Linked DNA regions of Mus musculus: regions 1, 2, 3, 5, 6 and 7 are each linked to region 4. A link is a contact called in public HiChIP or PLAC-seq and promoter capture Hi-C data. All regions are on one chromosome and are shown on one strand. The core of a region is the stretch at or near the end of the contact, and the rest is flanking DNA. Distances in the headings are between cores, read along the strand shown. Region 1 has its middle 160 kb from the start of Clic5. Region 2 has its middle 21 kb from the start of Gm41582. Region 3 has its middle 16 kb from the start of Gm41582. Region 4 holds the start of Supt3 (SPT3, SAGA and STAGA complex component). Region 5 has its middle 47 kb from the start of Gm35097. Region 6 has its middle 140 kb from the start of Clic5. Region 7 has its middle 120 kb from the start of Clic5.

Region 1 (2,700 bases), core at 104-2,603, 430 kb before region 4:
TAGCCGAATTATTGAGCTCCAGATTCAGTGAGAGACCCTGTCACAAAATGTACTGCAGAGAGCCACTGAAGAGGACACTTGACATCAACCTCTGGCTTCCACACCTGTGTGGACACTACACACACACACACACACACACACACACACACCATCTGCAAGAAGATATCTGTCCATTGACACACCCAACCCATAGCCCTGGTGGTGAGTCTAGCACGAAGTGTAAAGGCTGCTTCCAGAATGTTGATCTTTGACCCACAGCTCCACCTGAGATGTCACCCTTGAACCTTAGTCACAACTTTGGAATTTGAAGAGTTTGGGATGTCTCTGGTCCCTTTGGAAAGTGAAGTACTCTAAGCCACAATTATCTCACACAGGTGATTTGGGGAACAGTTCCCCTGGGACAAGACCTCTAAGGGAAAGAGGGGTGGAAAGTTGAGGGGAGTGGATGGAAGGTATCGGCGATGGTTCGATATCTTCCTAAGATTCTCTTGCTGCTCCTGCCAGCAAGCAGCAGGATGATGAATGCCTCCACACAGACACCAATGGTTAATAAAGAATGTCCCATAAACCAGTCACAAGCTACTCGCTAGGTAGACCCTGTGCTGACACTTAGTGGGCAGTAATGTATGAAGCCCTTGAAACAAACCCGTCAGGAGATTTATTTAGCCCAGAGGGTCAGAGGGCAGAGGATAAGAGACAAAGTCAGGAGACAGAGGATGAGAGAGAAGGGGAAGGGAACCATGTAGAGGGAGGACAAAGGACTGCCTCTGGATAGAGAGGAGCCATAGGAAAATAAGGTCTATAAAGGTAAAAGGGAAGCCCTGTGTTCAGATGAGGTGTTCAGTTTTAATTGGGCATGTTAATTAGGTGAGCCAAAGGGGGCTTTTGATTGCTGGACTTCAATACTTTGATAGCTGGACCTTGGTAGTCAACCTTAGGAGGAGGAAGTGGCCAAATAAAGAAAGCGACCTTCATAGGTGGCTTTAGAAATGTCATCTAGTGGATTTTAGCAAGGAAGCGAGAATGTGAGAGAAGGGCAAGTGCTGCGGGCAGACCAGCTGCTCGCGAGGAACTGAGATGGCAGCTCGAGCTGAAAGAAAGGAACTAGACAGACGGAAGAAAGAACGGAGCCAAGTCAAACAGGATTCTGATCAAAGCTCAATTTTACTAATTCGTGCACCGAGTTATGAAGCAGGGGGAAAGGGTTAATTCCCACCAAATAATCCTGGAGTCCAGTTGCAGGGTGACCACGTGTATGGCTCCAGAACAGCAAAGTGGCAGGCTCCAGCAGTGGGCGTGGCAGAACGATTAAGCGGCAAGCTCCACCCCAATGCAAACAGAGAAACCTGAGCAAACAGGTTTCAGGCTGCGGAGGGGAGGCTACAGGCAAAGCCTACCAGAGCCATGCTCACCAGTCTCAAGCTGACCAGAGTGCCTTCACCTGGTGTCTGGGTGAGAGAGCCTGCACATTAGACTAGGTCACGTGACTCTAAAAGAAGACCCTGTAGTACAAAGCTAGAACACGCTCGCGAGCACACACACACACACACACAGAGAGAGAAAGAGAGAGAGAGAGAGAGCGTAAGAGGACTCCTACTGCCAAACATCAGGACACCCTGACTTTAAGAGCCAGAAAGCTATGCCAATTTGTTTGGTTACAGGTTCTTGTGATACTGACAGAGTTGGCACAGCGTGTCTCTCTCGAGAAGAGACCAGAACTGACAGGTGGAGTTTAGGGCACCCCGCCATCACACAAGCAAAATACTCAGAAAAACACACTGTACAGTAAGGCACAAGTTCCCCACTAGTGGGAATGCCCAACTCTGTAGTTCAGGGGCTGTCAGACAGGCAGATAGTTCCTGCAATGGGAATGAAGTTGGAAAAGATGAAAAGGCAGACTCCTCCTCCCAGCCCCACATCTTTCCAGATCTGTCCTGCAAAGCAGACTCGGAACAACTCAAACACCATCCAGCCTCTCAGGTGTATATATTGCATTTCTTAGACTTTCCAGTGTCTTCTCTGTAATTTGGGGGAAGTGCCTGAAAAGGAACAAGAAGAGGATTCGTTCCTCTTATCTCCTAAGAGTGGGTCTATCCTCACCTGCTGTCAGTGTCTTTCTCAACTCTGCCTGCTTCTGGGAAGCATCATTAGAGTTCAGGCTGGGTTGTTGGGTTTTATTTTATTTTATTTTATTTTGAGAAGTATGTCTGTTTGTGACGGATGTGTTCAGTGACTCATCAGAGGAAATGCTGTGTGTTACCAAAAATAATAATTTGTATGTCAATGCAGTTGTTAACTGTCCCTCCTGCTCTTAGTTCTCACTTCCCCCCAGACTCTCATAATTACTGTTGTTCTGCATCGAGCAGCAAGAATCGTATTTCTCTGTCCAGAAAATGACAGCTACTGGGACCCTCTTCTCTGCAGGGGAGGCCTGCGCAGCTGAGCACAGAGCCTGCCTAAAGCCCACATCAGGGCCGACTGAGTGCCTGCATTGAAACGGGTCAATGCACCCCAAAGACCCACAGCTGCTGGCACTGGTGTCTGGGTTCTAAAGGAGCCTCTCTAGTACCAGCTGAGTGACCCCAGACAAGCCACAGAACCTCCGGGGCCTCTGTTCATTCATCTGTGAAGCTGAGAACACAGCACTCGCTCGACTAATGAATGGTATCGCTGGCTTTGTTTTCGTTAACATTTTATTTC
Region 2 (2,700 bases), core at 101-2,600, 470 kb after region 4:
ATGGAGGCATTGAGGCACAGACAGGCAACCGCCACTCCAGGTCCCCAAGCCCCATGAGCCTGACCCCTCATCTGATGAGCCTCTGAAGGCCCCAGCATCAGGAGGCTTGTCCCTGCTCTGCCTCTCTACCCTGGCTCCTCTTCCTCTGCATCCTCTTTCTGCCCTTATTCCTTCCCTTGTAATACTCCCTCTCCCTTGTACTTTCTTCTCTTTCTCTGGTACTTGAATTAGATGGTAGAAGCAGGCAGGAAGAGGTGGGAACGTCTTGGTAGAGTTCAGAAGGAGAGTCAAAAAAATTCATTTGTGTATATTAATCATGAAAAATAACGGCTTCTCATTACAATGGTCTCGTTCCTGTATATAATGTGCTCTGATCAGCACGGGTGTTGCTTTTAGGTTTTTATTTCTGTTTTTTGTTGGGAAACAGGGTCTGATGTTAGCCCTAGCTGGCCTTGAACTTGCTGTAACTTTGAAACCCTGATTCTCCTGCCTCCACCTCCTAAGTGCTGGTATTACACATGTTCCACCACGCTTGGCTTAGACAATATTAGGGATCAAATCTAGGGCCCTGTGCACGTTAGGCCAACGCTGTACAGGCTGCACTATGTCCCTAGCCCAAGTAGGGAATTTTGAGAGGAAGCAGCGGGGCCTGTTCTCTGGAACTCTCTCTGGATGCTCCAGGCCCTGCTGAGATATCCTGATTTAAGATGGAGTTTACAGGGAATGTTGCTAAGGCATCACTAACAGGTCCCACTAAAAGGACCCACTTCCATCAGGCCTCAGAAGAACCTTGAAGTTGGCAGAACTCCTTTCTCTGGACACGCAAGCAGCCTTCCACCACCTGCATGTGGGTAACTCTCAGCCATGTCTGATAAACCAACAAGCGAACTGTGGAGAGAAGACAGTTGTCATGGAGCAGCAGCAAGAGACAGTGGGATGGAAATAACCAGCAGGCAAGCATGAATCAGCTAACTGTGAGTAAGTAGAACTCACGGGGGTGAGTAAGGTGGCTCAATGGTTAGAGCACCCATACCGGGTGCCTCCCAACTGCCTGCCATTCCCTCCCTACACACACGTGTGCCATACAGACATAAACAGAACAAAAACAAATCCTTTAAAAAAAAAACTAAACAGAACCCTAGCAATTTGCAAAATGGGAGAGGATGTCTGCCCACGCCTATGCACACATGCATACAGGAACACACGCACACGAGTGTACCACCACACCATCGCCACGGCAAGCAAGCTTCCTGCTTTCATTGAGTGTGTGTGTACATTCTTTCTCCTCTAGGTGTGAAGGGCTAGGGAAAAATGAACTCCAGTCACCTTCATTTTCAGAAAAGTTCCAAGTCTCTGAGAACAGCCTTCAGATCCATAAGTTGCGTTCTCTATTACTCCCCCAAGGGACCTTATGAATAGTGTGGGACACATAGTTTTGTCTCAGCTCCTGCTTTGCAGTAGATGGAAGGCAAGGTCTGCTAATCCGGGGAGCTCTTCTTCATCCGATGCCTGATGGCAGAGAATCCTACTCTGAAACAAGCTTCCGTTCCTTTGTAATTGGCCCTCCCTGCCCTCTCCCTGCCCAGCCTGGCCCATTGCCTTTAGGGATGGTTTGAGGTCGGTATCACATCAGGGAGACTCTCTGAGAGGGAAGGGAAGGAGAGTCACTGGGCAGCCCCCCCAGGAATGGCAGTCCACCTGAGGGCCACACTGAGCCAACCAGAGTCCCTCAGTATCTCAGGGTGGGTACAGCACCCCCTTCCCCCAGGACAATCTAAGATACAGATTTTTCCATCTTGTACTAAAATGCTCGTGTGTGTGTGTGTGTGTGTGTGTGTGTGGTTTTAGAACAAACATGCAGTCTGAACCTGGAGAGCCTTTTGTCCAGAACTCAAGAGTGTCCACACTTAGGGGGAGGGTTTCTGAGCTGACGCGCTCTCTCGCTAAGCACACCCCTTTTCTCTGGCTCCAGACACATGTTCCCAAAGTCAAGGGTTTACACATAGACATATCTGTTTGCAGACAATTTGTCTGAGCCCTTATTATCCTGTAATTGGGTTAAATACTGCTGTGTAGGCAGCGGCATACCAAGGCCATTGCCGAATCCCTGCGAGGGCCAGCCCCCTCCCTCCTTCCTCCTGCAGGCCTGTTGGAAGAAAAAGGTAGAAACATAAATTAAGACAGGGTGAATATATTCCTTTCTTGGAATGAGCTATTTAAAGAACAAGCCAGATGTGCAAATAGACATTTTCCTCTTGCTCACTACATTTTTAAAAGAGTGTATACTTATGTGTATGAGAGAGAGCTCACTCTTCCTTTCTTTAACAAAAATTTTATAGCCTTATTAATTATAATAATTACAATTAATTATAGTCTGGTGCGTTGTTCTTTTTTTTTTTTTGTTATTTTTCAATAATAAAGTTTAAAATGAGCCTTTAAAAGGTTTAGAATTTTTTATTGTTTCTTAAAAATTATGCGCACGCATTTGTGTCTGTGAATGGTTATGTGCACAGGAGTACAGGTGTTGAAGGAGGCCAAAAGAGGGTGTTGGGACATCTGGAATCGGAACATCTGGAGCTGGAATTACAGCTTCCTGACATGGATATGGAGAACTGAACTTGGGTCCTGGACAAGAGCAGGACACACGCTTAACCACTGAGCAGTCCCTCCAGGCCCCACTCTTCCTGAGGAAACCATCAC
Region 3 (2,700 bases), core at 17-2,516, 500 kb after region 4:
ATGTCTTGGTCCACTACTCGGCTTATGGGGTCTGCCCCAACACCTCCTGCCTCAGTGCCCTGCCAGGATGCGATGTTACTCTTCTTCCCTTCACTGGAAACTTGTCCCCAAGTAACACTTCCTAGGCCTGGGTGACAGACTACAGCGGCAAGGGCTGAGGGAGTCCCGGGAAACCTCTAGGAGGAGATGTAGGGGGCTTTGGATGTTGCCTTTCTAGTATATTCAGAAGCTGAGGTTTGCAGAAGGCGTGGGCAGGAAGACACAGACCCCAACATTAGTGACCTGCTGTGCCCCTATAGCCTCTTGAGTGATGCAGAACAAGATCCTCATGGCCCCACATCAAAGGCCAGCCAGATTTCAGACTGAGTCCCTCTGCCAGTCCAGGCCTGGCTTATTCTGTCACCTCTCCTGCTGGCCTGCTAAGGGGATGGGGATTCAGATCTTACGTAGGTCACTTTAGTGCCTCTGAAACAGATCTGGGAGGTGTAAGGGGTTCAGATCCTCCTAGAACAGGCAGGATTAAGTAGGGCGTGCCATGCCAGGGGGAAGAGCAATGTGGGATGTTCTGGAAAACTGCTGGGTCCCTAAGGTCGCAAGGGTTGTTTGAGCACTCATCTTTCTATAGTTTCCTACCATCTTTCTCTGATGTAGTAAGAGCCACATTCTACAGCCTCTATCAGACCCATGCCTGCTACCAATCTTATTGATATTTCTGTCTGTCTGTTCCCAGGATCCAACAAGATGCAAAATGCACACATGCATACACACACACACACACACACACAGAGAGAGAGAGAGAGAGAGAGAGAGAGAGAGAGAGAGAGAGAGAGAGAGATCACTGCTTACAGATATGTACACAGAGAGAACGGTTCCTTTCAAAAGCAAAATACAGGAGCATATGCAATTGTATTTCCTTCTAGATTTCTGAAATCTGGAAACATCTCAAGGGCTGGGATGTAGCTCAGTGGTTGATCACTTACCGGGCATGGGCAAGGCCAGGGACCACACACATGCACACGAACAGTCATTACCCCAAAACTTACAGTTGAGAAAAGTTTCGACCATCACAAATGAGTAACATATAGGTACAGAAGAACAAGTTCCAGGGACTGAGATTTGGGGACAGTAGTTCTCAAGCCCTCGAGGGTCCTGGGAAGTATTCCCCAGGCTAGCATGTCTGGGCATGGTGTTCCAGACTCCAGCACAAGGACTCTGTGTACAAGCCTGTGCACCATGGCTTCCAGAAGTTCCAATGCCTCTGCTTCAGTCAGACGAGGCAGCATAAAATCTGCATTTAATTGCAAGTGTCGTAAAAAGAAATAATCACACAGAATACCAAGTTAGCATTGAAACGATGCAGCCTTGACTGAGTGCCTGAGCCTGGGACGTCTTTTGACTGAAATTCTTACAAAGCTGTAAACTATAAGTCAGATTTTCTTCAAGAACGTGTCTTCTCTCGTTAGGATGATGTTAGCTTTTAAGAGTGTTCCCAGCCTTTTCTGGGAAAAGGAGATGGAGGTGGAGATGAAGGATATGGAGAGGGGAGGGAGGGGCGGGGAGAAGGAGCGAGGGGGAGGGGCAAGCCGCCTCAGATCCCTCTTTAAAATGTCTTTGTTTTTAATTATCCATGTCTTGGATGACAGTGAAATCAGCCTCTGTCTGGAGTTTTAAATTCAGATAAAGCAGATGCTTTGCACCGTGGCCTTTGCTCTGCCTCCCAGACGGCAGCCTTGCCCCATTTGAAGATTATTTATTGCTATGCAGCCATCCTTCATGCTGCTAAATGATTCTCTGTGCTGAGTGGAGAAACTAGCCCAGGGGAAGAATTTATACAGCTTCTCAGAACTCGGGACAATCCACATCTTCCCTGGAAGCGGGTTTTTTTTGGGGGGGGGGGCTTGAGAGCCAGCAGCGTTCTCTGGGTTCTGGAGCAAGCACCTCTGTGTCCCAGCTTCAGGAAAGGACCCTGAGTCTCCTGGTGGCAGCTGCTTAAGCTTGCACCACTGCAAAAGGAGAAAAACAACTGCTTTTAGAAGCTCTCTGGGAAGGTCCTCAGATCCTTCCAACTTCCCACCCTCAGAGATGTCCAGGAGGTGGTCACCCTGGGGGACTTAAAATGCAAACACATCCCAGTAGGCTAATGCCAACCTCTCCCAGCTCCCTGCTCAGGTCCAAAATCAGTTCACACCTCCTCATTCTTGTCCTATTAATCACCATGCCCCAGAGAACCCAGCCGCACCAGTCAACTCAGGCCAGGATGAGGGTGGGGGTAGGGAGTGGACGGTGGAAGCAGGGAGGATAGAACCACAATCCGTGCTTTCAGATTTTTTTTGAAATTAATTTCATTTCCTGCTCATATTTGTAATTTTGCTTCTGTTACCAGAATGCAATTGGGCTGTACCTCTTGAAAGAAAAACTGTACATTCTATAATTAGACCTTTCTTTCTTTCTTTCTTTCTTTCTTTCTTTCTTTCTTTCTTTCTTTCTTTCTTTCTTCCTTTCTTCCTTTCTCTCTCTCTCTCTCTCTCTCTCTCTCTCTCTCTCTCTCTCTCTCTCTCTCTCTCTCTCTCCTTCTTTTCTTTCAGAAAATTCAAGGCTATATTTTGCAGGCTGCACTCCTCCCTGGGAAGAGAGGGTGAGCCATAGCCTCTGCCTTCTTTCTGCATTAGGTCTCACCTCCTGCTGCTCCCGACCCAGCTA
Region 4 (2,700 bases), core at 149-2,648:
TATAGCTCGCACTCAGCTTTGGGCAGAGTGAGCCTGGATCTTACACTTCATGTTGACCCTCCACATCCTAAATCTACTCTTGGAAGTGTATTTGGCAAATATTGAAGTGTCTGGCAGTTACAGAGGACTAAGCACAAGACAATTGCAATCCAGAGAGGAGATGATCAGATGAATGGCTGTTTTAAAGACACTCAGCAAATAGGATTATTTCAGAACTCATACATTCATAGGCAAGACATTAATGAAGTAAGTAGTGCTTGAAAAGACCTGGTAAAGGTGAATGTGATGGTTTGTATATGCTCGGCGCAGGGAATGGCACTATTAGAAGGTATGGCCCTGTTGGAGTAGGTGTGTCATTGTAGGTGTGGGCTTTAAGACCCTCATCCTTGCTGCATGGAAGCCAGTTTTCTACTACCATCCTTCAGATGAAGATGTATAACTCTCAGCTCCTCCTGCACCATTCCTGCCTGGATGCTGCCATGCTCCTGTCTTGATAATGGACTGAACCTCCGAACCTGTAAGCTAGCCACAATTAAATGTTCTTTTAAGAGTTGCTTTGGTCATGGTATCTATTCACAGCAGTAAAACCCTAGCGAAAAAAGTGACTAATATAAATAATAATAGTAAAAATAATATAATAAAAATAATATTTGAAATGGTAGGATAGTGGATATTTTCTTTTCTAAACAGCCGAGTGAAAACATCACACACAATTGTCTCCAGTTCATTAAGGTACTACACCTGCAACCATCAAACACGGGAAGACAGGTCATACATACAATTCAATATAAGTGGTGCAAGGAAAAATCACCACTGCTTGTTTATAAAGCTTCCCCAATAGTGAAAGTTATTAACTAAAGCATGCTTTTTAAAGTAATGGAACTTTGTAGAAAGGAACGGGGGTGGGGTGGGGTAACTTTGCAGATGAGTTTTCACAGGCTTTCGATTTTGCGCAAGGGCCGGTAGGGGTGGGTAGGTGGGTGTTCCCAGGTCCTAGAACGGACTGAGTCCTCACACAGTGCTTCTCTGAGGAGAGAGTCTTTCCTAACTCTGCGCCCCTTTGTCATTGGAAACAATTCTGGTCACCTGACCAACCCCTGAAGAGAAGCTTGCATAGACCTTCTCCCAGTGCAGATCACCGACTCTCAATAATCCTAGCTCCTCGGGCTCACTCCTACGGTCTGCAGAGTCACCACAGGCCAAATCCAGCTCCTCTGCCAGATCGCTCACTCGACTCATCACAACTCCCGCTCTGAGGCTCCGCCGCGTGGCTGCGGGCCGCTCCGTACGCCGAGGCGGGAGCGCGAAGCCCCGCCCCCGGAGTGTGGCGGAAGTAGAAGAAGCAGGCCCGCGACCGCGCGCGCTGGCCAGCCGGGTGCGCATGCGCTCTCGCCGCACGGCTTGGCCCGTCCCTCTAGTCACCCCAGGCTCCGCTACCCCCGCCCCGCCCCTCATAGTGGCGCTCTCGCCATCTTACCCCCACCCCCTCCAGCCTAGCTCAGTCACCTTTTCCCTTTCTACAATCTCTGGTTCCCCCCACTCCCCGCCCCCCTGCCCGTCGTGTCCCGGGGCCGCCGCCGCCGCAGACACCGCGCCATCTCTGTCCCCTCTCATTCTCCACGCGGGACGCGCAGCCGTGCCTCCACGTGTCTTAAGCAGAGGTTGTGGGGGCGCGTGGGGGCGGCGGGGAGTGGGGCGAGGTCATGGGAACTTGAGGGACGTCGTGGCAGCCAAATGCCTGGCCCGGGGCTGCGGGCCCAGCCGGATGCAGGCCGCCGAGCGTGGGGTGCCCCGTGGCTCCTCCCCGTTGTCGGTGGGCGTGAGGCAGGGGAGCCCTCGGGGCCGGGCGGAGAGGCACCGTTTAGGCTTGTCACCCAAATGGGTGGGAAGTCCTCCAAGAAGGCAAGCTAGGAAGCTAGGAAGTGGTAGTGGAAGGAAGTGCAGTGTGCATGCAGGCTGAGGGACAGAGGACACAGAGATGTTGCTGTCAGAGCTCGCCTCTGGGACCCCTGGGGAAATAAATCATTTAGCCGGTGGTGTCGGGGGGTATAGATGGGGATCATCGCAGCCTAGCTCAAAACTCAGGTTTATGGGAGAAGATCTGTGTGCTAAAAGCTTGTATCACGCCAGCTGTGATTAATTACGTTTGAGCTCCAAGGAAATTGTCTGTCATCTTGCCTTCTATATTGGAAGTCAGGCTAGTTGATGTGACAAGTGATAAGAGTTATAGGGATAGTGGAATATATTTGACGGTCAGACAGGATCCCAGTAGCAGTGTTGTTACTGAACACCCGGATTAAAATTAGCTTTATGTCCTTGGAATTAGTAGACTCAGGAAGAAACCAGTACATATTTATCTGGGATAAAACCTGAGTTCTCAGTATTTTTGAGTTAGTTCACTGTTAAAAGATTTACTTAAAGAAAGAAACAACTGGTAGAATTTCTGCGTGTTCCAGCGAGGCGGAATATGACTACTAAGATAATGTTTTGCACAACCAGACCTTACTTTAACCATACTATTGCAAGCTTCCCACCCTTTTCCGGCTGCACTGCCCAAGGGGACTTTATGCCAAGCTGGAAATGCTATACTCTATGGGCTACCAATATGGTAACCACCGGGTGCAGGTGGCTCTGATGAGCTTGATTTTTTAATTGGTTAGCAAATTAATTACAATGTAAGTAAGTAGACACACAGGCATG
Region 5 (2,700 bases), core at 201-2,700, 420 kb after region 4:
CCTGTTATCCAAGAATTTAATCTCCCTTTTGTTTTTCTGGTGGGCATTTTGGTGATGCACATTTGTGATGTGCTTAAGGCAAGCCTGGGTGACCTGCAGGTGGACAGGGACCTGGATGCTGGGGAAGTCACATGGTGGTACAGAGAGGACACTGAGAAGGAGCTGAGGGAGAAGACCAACAGCGGGAAGTGTGGGGTTGATTCTATTGACAATAAGAGGCCACTAAACACTCCGAAGCAGAAAATGGCATTATTTGAATTGCATCTTGAGCCTCAAGGAAGCTGTGTGGAGGGGTGAGTGGTGGCAAGGCAGGAAAGATAGTGATGTGAAAAGCTGGAGAACCATATGACAGAGGCTTCCACACTGAAGATACTGGGCTGCCTATGGCCCCTAGCTACCCAGGACTTGCGGTGGAGACGTGGGAAACTTGCATCCTGAGGAAATGCACTGCTCCTGAGATGAGAAGATACTGATCACTACAGATCTCCTTTGAGATGCGTTCAATATGCATTCATGCCTTAGATTTGTTTCAATAGAAGCCTCTGGTTGGGTCTGCGATAAAATATCTAAAAAGACACCATGTAGTACTAACCTTAAGACATACTGAGTCAGGGGTCTCCAATCTTGGGACATCCAGACACAATTTGTCATTTACAAATGTGTTGGGCCGCGTGACATTTGTAGCTATCCTGCAAAGCTTATGGCTTACAGGTTGGACAAGCATAAGGGTGAGCCCCAAACACTCACTTTAACATCTGCTGAGGCAGAGGAATCCCTGAGGGAATGAAGGCCTGCGTGAATGTTGAGAGTGACCCTTTGGGGATTCTCGAGGGCACAAGAGAGCAGACACTCCTCTGGACAGCTCTTCACAGCCATCTGCTGATGTGCCTGAGGTATGGGGCTACAGGTTCAGAGGGAGAGCAAGAACTAGCCCAGAGCCCACTGCTGGAACCTATCATTATCGCCAATTCCTCAGTTTCCATGGTTTGAGCCTAGCAACGTCCCATATGCCTTTGGAATACACACCGCTCTCGTCTGCATGGAAGTCCTGCATATTTTAGAGAAATCTGTAACGGATTTGGGAGATCTGCCTGCCCCGAAGGAACTTTGTCACAAAGTTCTGTATTTTCACATTCTTGTTGAAACCACTGATGTGTCTGCCTCCCGGGCTCAGCACGCTCCCGCCCCACCAATCAGGGCCTCTGCACACACATCAAGCTGTTATGGAGTGGATGCCAAAGGCAGCAACTGGTTATCTCCAAAATAATTTCCATCTTCCATGGGGCCATGTGCTGCAGGGGAATGGTTAGGAGAAGATACACTGTCAGTTAGAACGGCTTGTTTTCTTTCAGAAGCTGGGCTTTAGAAACCCGATATCAGCAGCACGCTCACGGTAACTGTGTCCCCCAGAGGCGGTCCAGCTCCTCTGAGTTGGCCCAGAGGCTCCCAGATGAACTGCTTCCATCATTCAAATGAAAACCCCAAATGCCTTCAGCCCCCACCCTTCCCCTCTGGGTTGAAATTCTGTGTATTTCAGGGAAATTTTACCCATCTGTTTCAGATTCGTTTAGTTCACCTCATCATGATATTTGTTTTGTAAAAGAGAGATTCAACAAGAACAAAATTGTTTTGAAGGTCCTTAAAGAGAAAGGCTCCCGTCTCCTCGTTGTACATGCAGGCTGGAGAAAGGACCCAGGCAGCTAAAATAATCAAATGCTAGTCAAATGAGAAGCTAAGGTGGTAGGGATGGAAATTGAAATGGGGGGGTGGGGGGGGGGCTGGGGATGTAGTCCTGCTAGGTAAAATGCCTGTCTAACATTCCTGACACCCTGGGTTTGATCTCCAGCACTGCATACATTAGTGTGGTCACTCACTGTCTGTAAACCCATTGCTCAGGCTCTCAATTGGAAGTTCAGGGCCATCCTCAGCTAAGTAGTGAGTTTGAGGCTAGCCTGGGATACACACAAGACTGCATAAAAGGAGAAGGAGTCTGGAAGAGGAGGAGGGTTTTTAGAATCTGTACCTCCCCCAATTAGAACAGGTACCTCCCTCCCCCGATTCTGCCAAGTCCCCACTGTGGAACAAGACACTGTAGGCTCCCTTCAGTTAGGGAAAGGAGACAGAAGACACTTTCCAGGTGGCCATCTGGAGCTACGTGGGATGGAGAACAGGCTGAGGGTAGTCCTGGCAGATGGGTCAATTATACCAGCTGAGGGCAATCCACGGAAACACTCAATCCATACTCCAAAAGACTATCTGAAATAGTGGCTTCAGAGTGGATGTCCTGCCTCGGGTCAGGAAGGTCCTGGGGCTCCATATCGGGTCCAGCCGCCCACAGGCATAGCACAGGAAAGGCCAAAGGCTTTCTCAAGTTGGGAGTGCATATGCCCAGCCAGGACCTCACCGCCCTGAAAGCAAGCCTCAGGGGCATAGCCGTGGGCACTGCTGACAAAGGTTAATTTGGGAGGAAGGCACTTATACCTTGGTGGTCCCAGGGAGAGGCCGGTCAAGCCAGCCACCCGGAACCCAGCCATGTGTGAAAGCAAGAGGGTGCTGGCTTTCACTGCTCATTTCCACGGTGGTCAGGGGGTCCTCTCGTGTCAACGGGCCTCACTGTTTGCTGCATCTGGCTGTGGCCAAAACCCAGGGATGAGGGTCCAGCCCCTGCCACCGTCAGCGCCTCTGGCAGAGGCGTGTGGA
Region 6 (2,700 bases), core at 118-2,617, 450 kb before region 4:
GATTTTCTATAGGCAGATTAGAGATGTAAAATATAATGAACTACCAGGATAGCTATATTCTTTGAGAAGCTTCACCTTTTTACTAAAATATAATATGGCAACAATGATTGCTATCCATGAAGGCCTGCTAAGATCCATGATCTCTGAACACATTAAATACACAGTATTATAAAGACCGTGGTATATGGAGGCTCTTGGTTCTGCTCCCTGCTTCCTAGTTTATGAGTCGCACAGCTCCAGGAATGAAATGCAACCTGTATAGTGTAGTTTCTTTGTTGGTGAGATAGTGATGTTGGTAACAACAGACTGATGAAGAGGGAAGGAGGGCTGATGGAGATAAATCATGGAAAACACTATGCCAAGGCATCTGGAGTATTTGTCCTTAATAGAATCACCTAAGAAGGACGGAAAGAAGGGAAAGAGAAGGATGAAGGGAGAGATGAAGAACTGGAGAGATGGGGGGAGAAGGAGAGAGAGAACCACAGCTTTTGAATCTACCCTGTGATGCCACAGCCTACGGTATTCAGTGAAGGGAAAAGGGAAGTAAGGTGCCTTAGTTAGGGTTCCCGTTGCCTTGAAGAGACACCATGACCAAAAGCAACTCTTATAAAGGACAACATTTAATTAGGGCTGGCTTACAGGTTCAGAGGTTCAGTCCATTTAGGCAGGCATGGTGCTGGAGGAGCTGAGAGTTCTACATCTTTATCCGAAGGCAGCCAGGAGAAGACTGACTCCCAGGCAGCTAGGAGGAGGGTCTCAAAGCCCACCACCACATTTATTCCAACAAGGCCACATTTCCAAACATATTCAAATCACCATAGAAGGGAGGGAGCGACGGAGGGAGGGAGGGAGGGACAGAAGGAGAGAGGGAGGGAGGGAGGGGGAGAGAGGAGAAAAAGAGGGAGAGAAGAAGGGAGCCATAGATTTTGAATCCATTATACTATTTGCCAGGTTCTGTGTGGCTGATTCATGCAATATTCTTATGGGAGCTAAACCAGCCTGGCTCCTTGGTGACTCAGGGTGCCACCACTCCTGTGCCTACCTTACTGTGTGATCATTGTCAGTATGCAGCTTTCTTTCTCTCTAGCCCAGAAGTAAAGACCACAGAGGCATGGCTAATCCTCATCTTTTTTTTTTTTTTTTTTTTACCTCCAATCTATTGTTCAACTCTTGGCCCGTAGTAGCACTTACCAAACATTTGTAAAATGAGTCAGTGAGAGAATAAAGCATCTTGCCTTGGGCCAGACCTGCTTTCTTCTAAATGATAAATGATTGACAGGAAGGCCACTGGCAGTTCCTAAGACAAATCAGGATGAAGCCACTACAGAGAACCTCCTCTTGGGGCTGAAGGCTAGGGGCTCACTTGGCTGGTCCGGCTGCCAGATGGAAACCACATGAGCAGCAATTTACATTGTGTTCTTCTTACACGGAGAGAATCAAGACAGCCTGGCTCCTGCCATCTTATGAGCAATTCTGCCCCAATACACTGGCTACTGTTCTTTCTAGTGAGTAGCAACACTCCCACCCCACCCCCACATATCAATAAACAGCTACAGAGTCAAATTAGTACTGTTTACTGTCAAATTACGATGGAAAGTGATCCTTTATGTTCTTTGTTTATGGCGTCTGTACAGCCTGCCCCAAGCCCGGGACTCTCAAAATGTGAGCGGACAGCTTCTGACGGTGGATGCCGCACTAGATCAAACCGAACACAGATTTTGTTTGTCTTCCACAATAAACTATCTTTTCAGGTTCACGGGCTCAGAATCATGGCTATCATGTTTCACCAGCTGTTTTTTATTCCTCTGTTAATTTTACAGTTGGGGCTTTGAGAAGGAGGGCTCTGTCTTTGTTCTGCGTCTATGGTGCTGGTTCCGTGCCAGGGGAGCAGAGTATTGCAAGAGGTTTGGGAAGGCAAGGTAGAGGAGCAGGGAGTGTTTGTGATTTGATCGCATGGAGAGCAGTGTTCTGAAAACTTACCATGATAAACAGTGTTTATTGTTAGAACCTGAACATTAGCTAAATAATAATGTTTTCAAAGCCCACTCGTATGCTGAGGACTAATTTCCCTCCCAAGCACTTCACCGTTTGCATATTTTATAAACAAACTCTTGAGTATATTCCTCTAAGTTGCTTTCTTAAAGTGTTCTACAAGGTAGAAGTTGGTCACGTGTCATCAGGAACCATTTGCACCTGTACTGACATGAGTCCTCTTGTCATTCCATGAGGGATCTGGATATAGAACTTGCTTGTAAATTAGTACATTATTCAACTGTCGACATCTTCCCTATCTCATTCATCTGCCTGTTGTTGGAAGGAGTCTTCCAAATGATCTCAATATGGTCCAGACCTTCTCCTGGTGAATGTGCTGTGTGAGCCCAGTTACCTTCTCAACAAAAGGAGTGAACCTGTGTGGATGCCACTCCTTGGGAGCAGCAGAGTTCTTGGTTTTGTATGTTTTTTTTTTTTTATGTCTACACGTGTATGTCTATAGGTGTGCGCAATGTGCACAAGAGTGTCAATGTCTCTGGAGACCAGAACAGGACATCAAAATAAGACCCCCTGGAGCTGGAGTCACTGGAGTTACAGGTAGTTGGGAGTCACACTGGGGTTACAGGTAGTGGGGAGCCACCCGACATGGGCTCTGGGACCTGGACCAGCTCCTCTACAAGAACTGCAGCATTGTTATCAGCTGAGAAA
Region 7 (2,700 bases), core at 10-2,509, 470 kb before region 4:
AAATGTCCACATATCTTTTGTCTCCATTTTTTTAGTGGGTAAAGAGAAATAACTTTGGAAAACAATGTAAAGTTTATTGAACCAGCACCATATATACAATAAAGTAGAAATTGCCATGGCTTTGTCTGTTCCTTGGCTGTGTAAAAATCAATAGTGTGGAATGTAGTAAAATTTATGACTATAAAGAAAAGAATTCAAGGTATCTATCTCACATCTCTTCCAAATAGATTTTTTTTCTCTCTTCTCTTTGTCTAACTGGTCTCTCAAGCTCATCTCAGTTCATGGAACCCACTTAGGTCAAAAAAGAATGTAAGACCAGTATCCTTGTCTCAGACTAGCCTCTCTGTCTAGAGCCATTTTTCTTACTCTTCAGGGGTTTTTTCACAATCTAGTTCACACCAGTCGGTCAGAATGGAGAACTGAGGAAACAGAGAAACAGTCTCCATTGTCAACTTGACTCCATTCAGAACATCAAAGAAACATTCTGTGAATAAGCATCTCTGAAAATAATTCATGTCTGCAAAGGTTGATTGACTGATTAAAAATTTAGTGATGTAGAAACATTGGGATGTTACAAGTTCAGAGCCCAGTCACCATTTCACCATTTATCTTGGGCTAGCTTTAATCTAAATAGCCATATCCTGGCATTGGCACCACACATTTTTTTAAATTGGGCTTATAGTAATAACCATTGTGTTTTGAGAATAAACAGTCTCTGTCCCATTGTCAATAGGTTCTACATCCTGGATGTGATATGTCTCCCCTGGTGTCCCTTCATGTGCCCAATCACCTGTGGGTCCAGCTAGACCCATGCTTTTTCTAGAGAAATTGAAACTCCCAGTGGCCCAAGACCCACCCATGTCTTTGTAGTAACTTCCCCCCTTAAGCTACTTACTAACTGCATCTTATGTATACACAGAAAGAGAGAGAGAAACAGAGAAAGAAACAGAGAGAGAAACAGAGAGAGAAACAGAGAGACAGAGAGAGAATAGTTAACCAGAAGGGTCTGAGTTACAGGAAATGTGAATATTCAAAACATAGAAAATATACTTGAGCCCCAGGAGCAGAGTTGATCTGGAAATAAATATGGTTTCGATATGCCTCTCACATAACCCTCCAAATATAAGGACCTGCTATCTCTAATTCCTTTGTTGCAATTTTCCAATAAAATCTGGCAGGGGCCCAAGTTCTCCTAAGACTAATAGGGATAAGAATGTCCCCGATTTCCCTTCAAAATAAGAAATCATTTCAGTGTGAGGAATCTAGCCGCAGCTGGCACGGCCCCCATGGGTCTCCGGGTTTCAGGAAAGGGACCTGGGCCTCTCTCCGGTCATCCCAGAAGTCTCCCAGACTTATAATCTTTCAGTCAACAGCCCAGAATTGTGGCCTACTTAGTTTTCTCTAAAAGCACTTAAGGACAGTTTAATGAAAGGAAAGAGCAACAGAGAAAGGGGAAAAATGCTTTTTTTAGGATCTGAACAAAATATCATGTTTTCTTCTCTTCTCTCTTGCTCTCTCTCTCTCTCCCTTTTTTCCTTTTTTGCAATATTTCTCCTCAGAGAAAATTATAGCCTTCAGGGCCAGCAATGTGTGCTGTGCGTTTTGCTTATTACAGTGGTTAAAATGAGAGCCACGGGTGAAGGAGTATCATTATAACATTCTTGATATCCCTGATAGATTTGTGCAAACATAGTTGTGGGCTGTACACGCACATGAATGGATGTGCCCACGGTGTCTGGGGGAGTCTCTCCCATATTCCTTCCACAGCCTCTTGCATTACCTTGCACTCCTCACTCGGCACTCTTTTCTTTCTTCCTTTTTTGTTACATTTTTTTAAATCTTCAAACTATCTCCCAAACTCCACCCTTCTCTGTCTCTCTCTCTCTGTCTCTCTGTCTCTCTCTGTCCCTGTCTCTCTCTGTCTCTGTCTCTCTCTCTCTTTCCCTCTCTCTCCCTCGACTTACCTTCTTTTCCATCTCCTTAAACAGAGCTGAAATGTTTCCTGGCCAAACAATTGGCAAAGGAAATGTTTCAGGTTAGGAAAAAGTAGCATGTAATCACAGCTCAGGGTGACCACTTTGGTTTGTTTTTGTGTCTTTCTCTATTTCCTGATCCTGTTGGGGGAACCCAGGAAGAAGTCTTCTGACCACCACCCCCTCCCCATGGACAAAGGGCCAGAGAATCCAAAAAAAGCAAATCACACCATAGGATAGCACCTGGCCAGTTGCTGTTGGGATCCAATAAGCTTTACTCTCTCCAATCCATTTCTTGTTCTGAAACACTTTAAAATCACCTTAGAAAAGACAGCAATTTTCCCTAAGGGCCCCCTTGGGACAGGAGGGGAAGGGCTTCAGAAGGATGGAGAAAGAGTTGAGAAGCTTCACTGAGAGTCCTGAAGGACAGACGGACCTTGTGGGGATAGCGGGGTCACACAAGAGAAGCAAAGAGGAGAGAACTTTCCAGACAGGAGGAACCACAAGGCCATAAGGGCAGCTTAGGTGAGTCAGTCATTCTGACCAGCTCAACATTTGCAGGATCATTATGCATATACATGTACATGTGCACGTACACACACACACACACATACATACACACATATGCATATACATATACATATGCATCATCTACATATACATACATAATGACCATATATACAATATTATGCTAACAATATTAACAGTGTTAAGGATCTTCTGAAGT

What was found. Promoter capture Hi-C pulls out the DNA fragments that hold promoters and counts their contacts. HiChIP or PLAC-seq counts read pairs in DNA pulled down with a chosen protein or histone mark.
Region 1: a contact with region 4 is called in a RAD21 HiChIP or PLAC-seq map of pro-B cells, with 4 times the contacts expected there. The contact joins the enhancer-like site here to the promoter of Supt3 in region 4. A contact is called at or near these places in 3 of 39 promoter capture datasets (the C10 cell line, hippocampal neurons and pre-B cells), 1 of 15 datasets of contacts at CTCF or cohesin (pro-B cells), 1 of 484 Hi-C or Micro-C datasets (nephron progenitors), 3 of 115 datasets of contacts at active chromatin or transcription factors (embryonic stem cells, large pre-B cells and pancreatic cancer cells) and 1 of 9 other capture datasets (macrophages).
Region 2: a contact with region 4 is called in a promoter capture Hi-C map of second pharyngeal arch cranial neural crest, with 7 times the contacts expected there. The contact joins the enhancer-like site here to the promoter of Supt3 in region 4. A contact is called at or near these places in 7 of 39 promoter capture datasets (the 3T3-L1 cell line, cranial neural crest, embryonic stem cells and 3 more), 2 of 15 datasets of contacts at CTCF or cohesin (large pre-B cells and stem cell-derived epiblast-like cells), 9 of 484 Hi-C or Micro-C datasets (the N1E-115 cell line, cardiomyocytes, cerebellar granule neurons and 6 more), 24 of 115 datasets of contacts at active chromatin or transcription factors (the 230-238 cell line, T-cell acute lymphoblastic leukemia, acute myeloid leukemia and 15 more) and 2 of 9 other capture datasets (adipose tissue and pancreatic islet).
Region 3: a promoter capture Hi-C map of the 3T3-L1 cell line shows a contact between it and region 4, with 15 times the contacts expected there. The contact joins the enhancer-like site here to the promoter of Supt3 in region 4. A contact is called at or near these places in 11 of 39 promoter capture datasets (the 3T3-L1 cell line, 3T3-L1-derived adipocytes, the C10 cell line and 7 more), 2 of 15 datasets of contacts at CTCF or cohesin (the NIH/3T3 cell line and pro-B cells) and 9 of 115 datasets of contacts at active chromatin or transcription factors (acute myeloid leukemia, embryonic basal ganglia, embryonic forebrain and 6 more).
Region 5: a promoter capture Hi-C map of frontonasal cranial neural crest shows a contact between it and region 4, with 6 times the contacts expected there. The contact joins the enhancer-like site here to the promoter of Supt3 in region 4. A contact is called at or near these places in 3 of 39 promoter capture datasets (cranial neural crest, embryonic stem cells and frontonasal cranial neural crest) and 7 of 115 datasets of contacts at active chromatin or transcription factors (craniofacial prominence, embryonic stem cells, forebrain and 3 more).
Region 6: a contact with region 4 is called in an H3K4me3 HiChIP or PLAC-seq map of craniofacial prominence, with 4 times the contacts expected there. The contact joins the enhancer-like site here to the promoter of Supt3 in region 4. A contact is called at or near these places in 3 of 39 promoter capture datasets (cranial neural crest, frontonasal cranial neural crest and maxillary cranial neural crest) and 4 of 115 datasets of contacts at active chromatin or transcription factors (craniofacial prominence, embryonic forebrain, embryonic stem cells and 1 more).
Region 7: a promoter capture Hi-C map of maxillary cranial neural crest shows a contact between it and region 4, with 5 times the contacts expected there. The contact joins the enhancer-like site here to the promoter of Supt3 in region 4. A contact is called at or near these places in 3 of 39 promoter capture datasets (cranial neural crest, frontonasal cranial neural crest and maxillary cranial neural crest) and 2 of 115 datasets of contacts at active chromatin or transcription factors (craniofacial prominence and stem cell-derived neural progenitor cells).

Annotation. Positions count from the first base shown.
Region 1 is chr17:44,349,283-44,351,982 of GRCm38.p6, forward strand. No RefSeq gene overlaps it. Among named protein-coding and RNA genes, the nearest start is that of Clic5, 160 kb to the left of the region's middle. Within about 2 kb of position 1,354, at least 60 of the 459 cell types and tissues checked have an H3K27ac peak or open chromatin away from gene starts, as enhancers often do. A contact at or near this core is called in pro-B cells, where this site is marked.
Region 2 is chr17:45,241,296-45,243,995 of GRCm38.p6, forward strand. No RefSeq gene overlaps it. Among named protein-coding and RNA genes, the nearest start is that of Gm41582, 21 kb to the right of the region's middle. Within about 2 kb of position 1,351, at least 22 of the 459 cell types and tissues checked have an H3K27ac peak or open chromatin away from gene starts, as enhancers often do. A contact at or near this core is called in the N1E-115 cell line and second pharyngeal arch cranial neural crest, where this site is marked.
Region 3 is chr17:45,277,960-45,280,659 of GRCm38.p6, forward strand. No RefSeq gene overlaps it. Among named protein-coding and RNA genes, the nearest start is that of Gm41582, 16 kb to the left of the region's middle. Within about 2 kb of position 1,267, at least 11 of the 459 cell types and tissues checked have an H3K27ac peak or open chromatin away from gene starts, as enhancers often do.
Region 4 is chr17:44,775,768-44,778,467 of GRCm38.p6, forward strand. Supt3 (SPT3, SAGA and STAGA complex component) reads left to right here and starts at 1,399. Exons shown (of 12, transcript NM_178652.3): 1 at 1,399-1,661. It also overlaps a transcript of Runx2 not described here.
Region 5 is chr17:45,192,416-45,195,115 of GRCm38.p6, forward strand. No RefSeq gene overlaps it. Among named protein-coding and RNA genes, the nearest start is that of Gm35097, 47 kb to the left of the region's middle. Within about 2 kb of position 1,451, at least 15 of the 459 cell types and tissues checked have an H3K27ac peak or open chromatin away from gene starts, as enhancers often do.
Region 6 is chr17:44,326,429-44,329,128 of GRCm38.p6, forward strand. No RefSeq gene overlaps it. Among named protein-coding and RNA genes, the nearest start is that of Clic5, 140 kb to the left of the region's middle. Within about 2 kb of position 1,368, at least 21 of the 459 cell types and tissues checked have an H3K27ac peak or open chromatin away from gene starts, as enhancers often do. A contact at or near this core is called in craniofacial prominence, where this site is marked.
Region 7 is chr17:44,308,807-44,311,506 of GRCm38.p6, forward strand. No RefSeq gene overlaps it. Among named protein-coding and RNA genes, the nearest start is that of Clic5, 120 kb to the left of the region's middle. Within about 2 kb of position 1,260, at least 4 of the 459 cell types and tissues checked have an H3K27ac peak or open chromatin away from gene starts, as enhancers often do.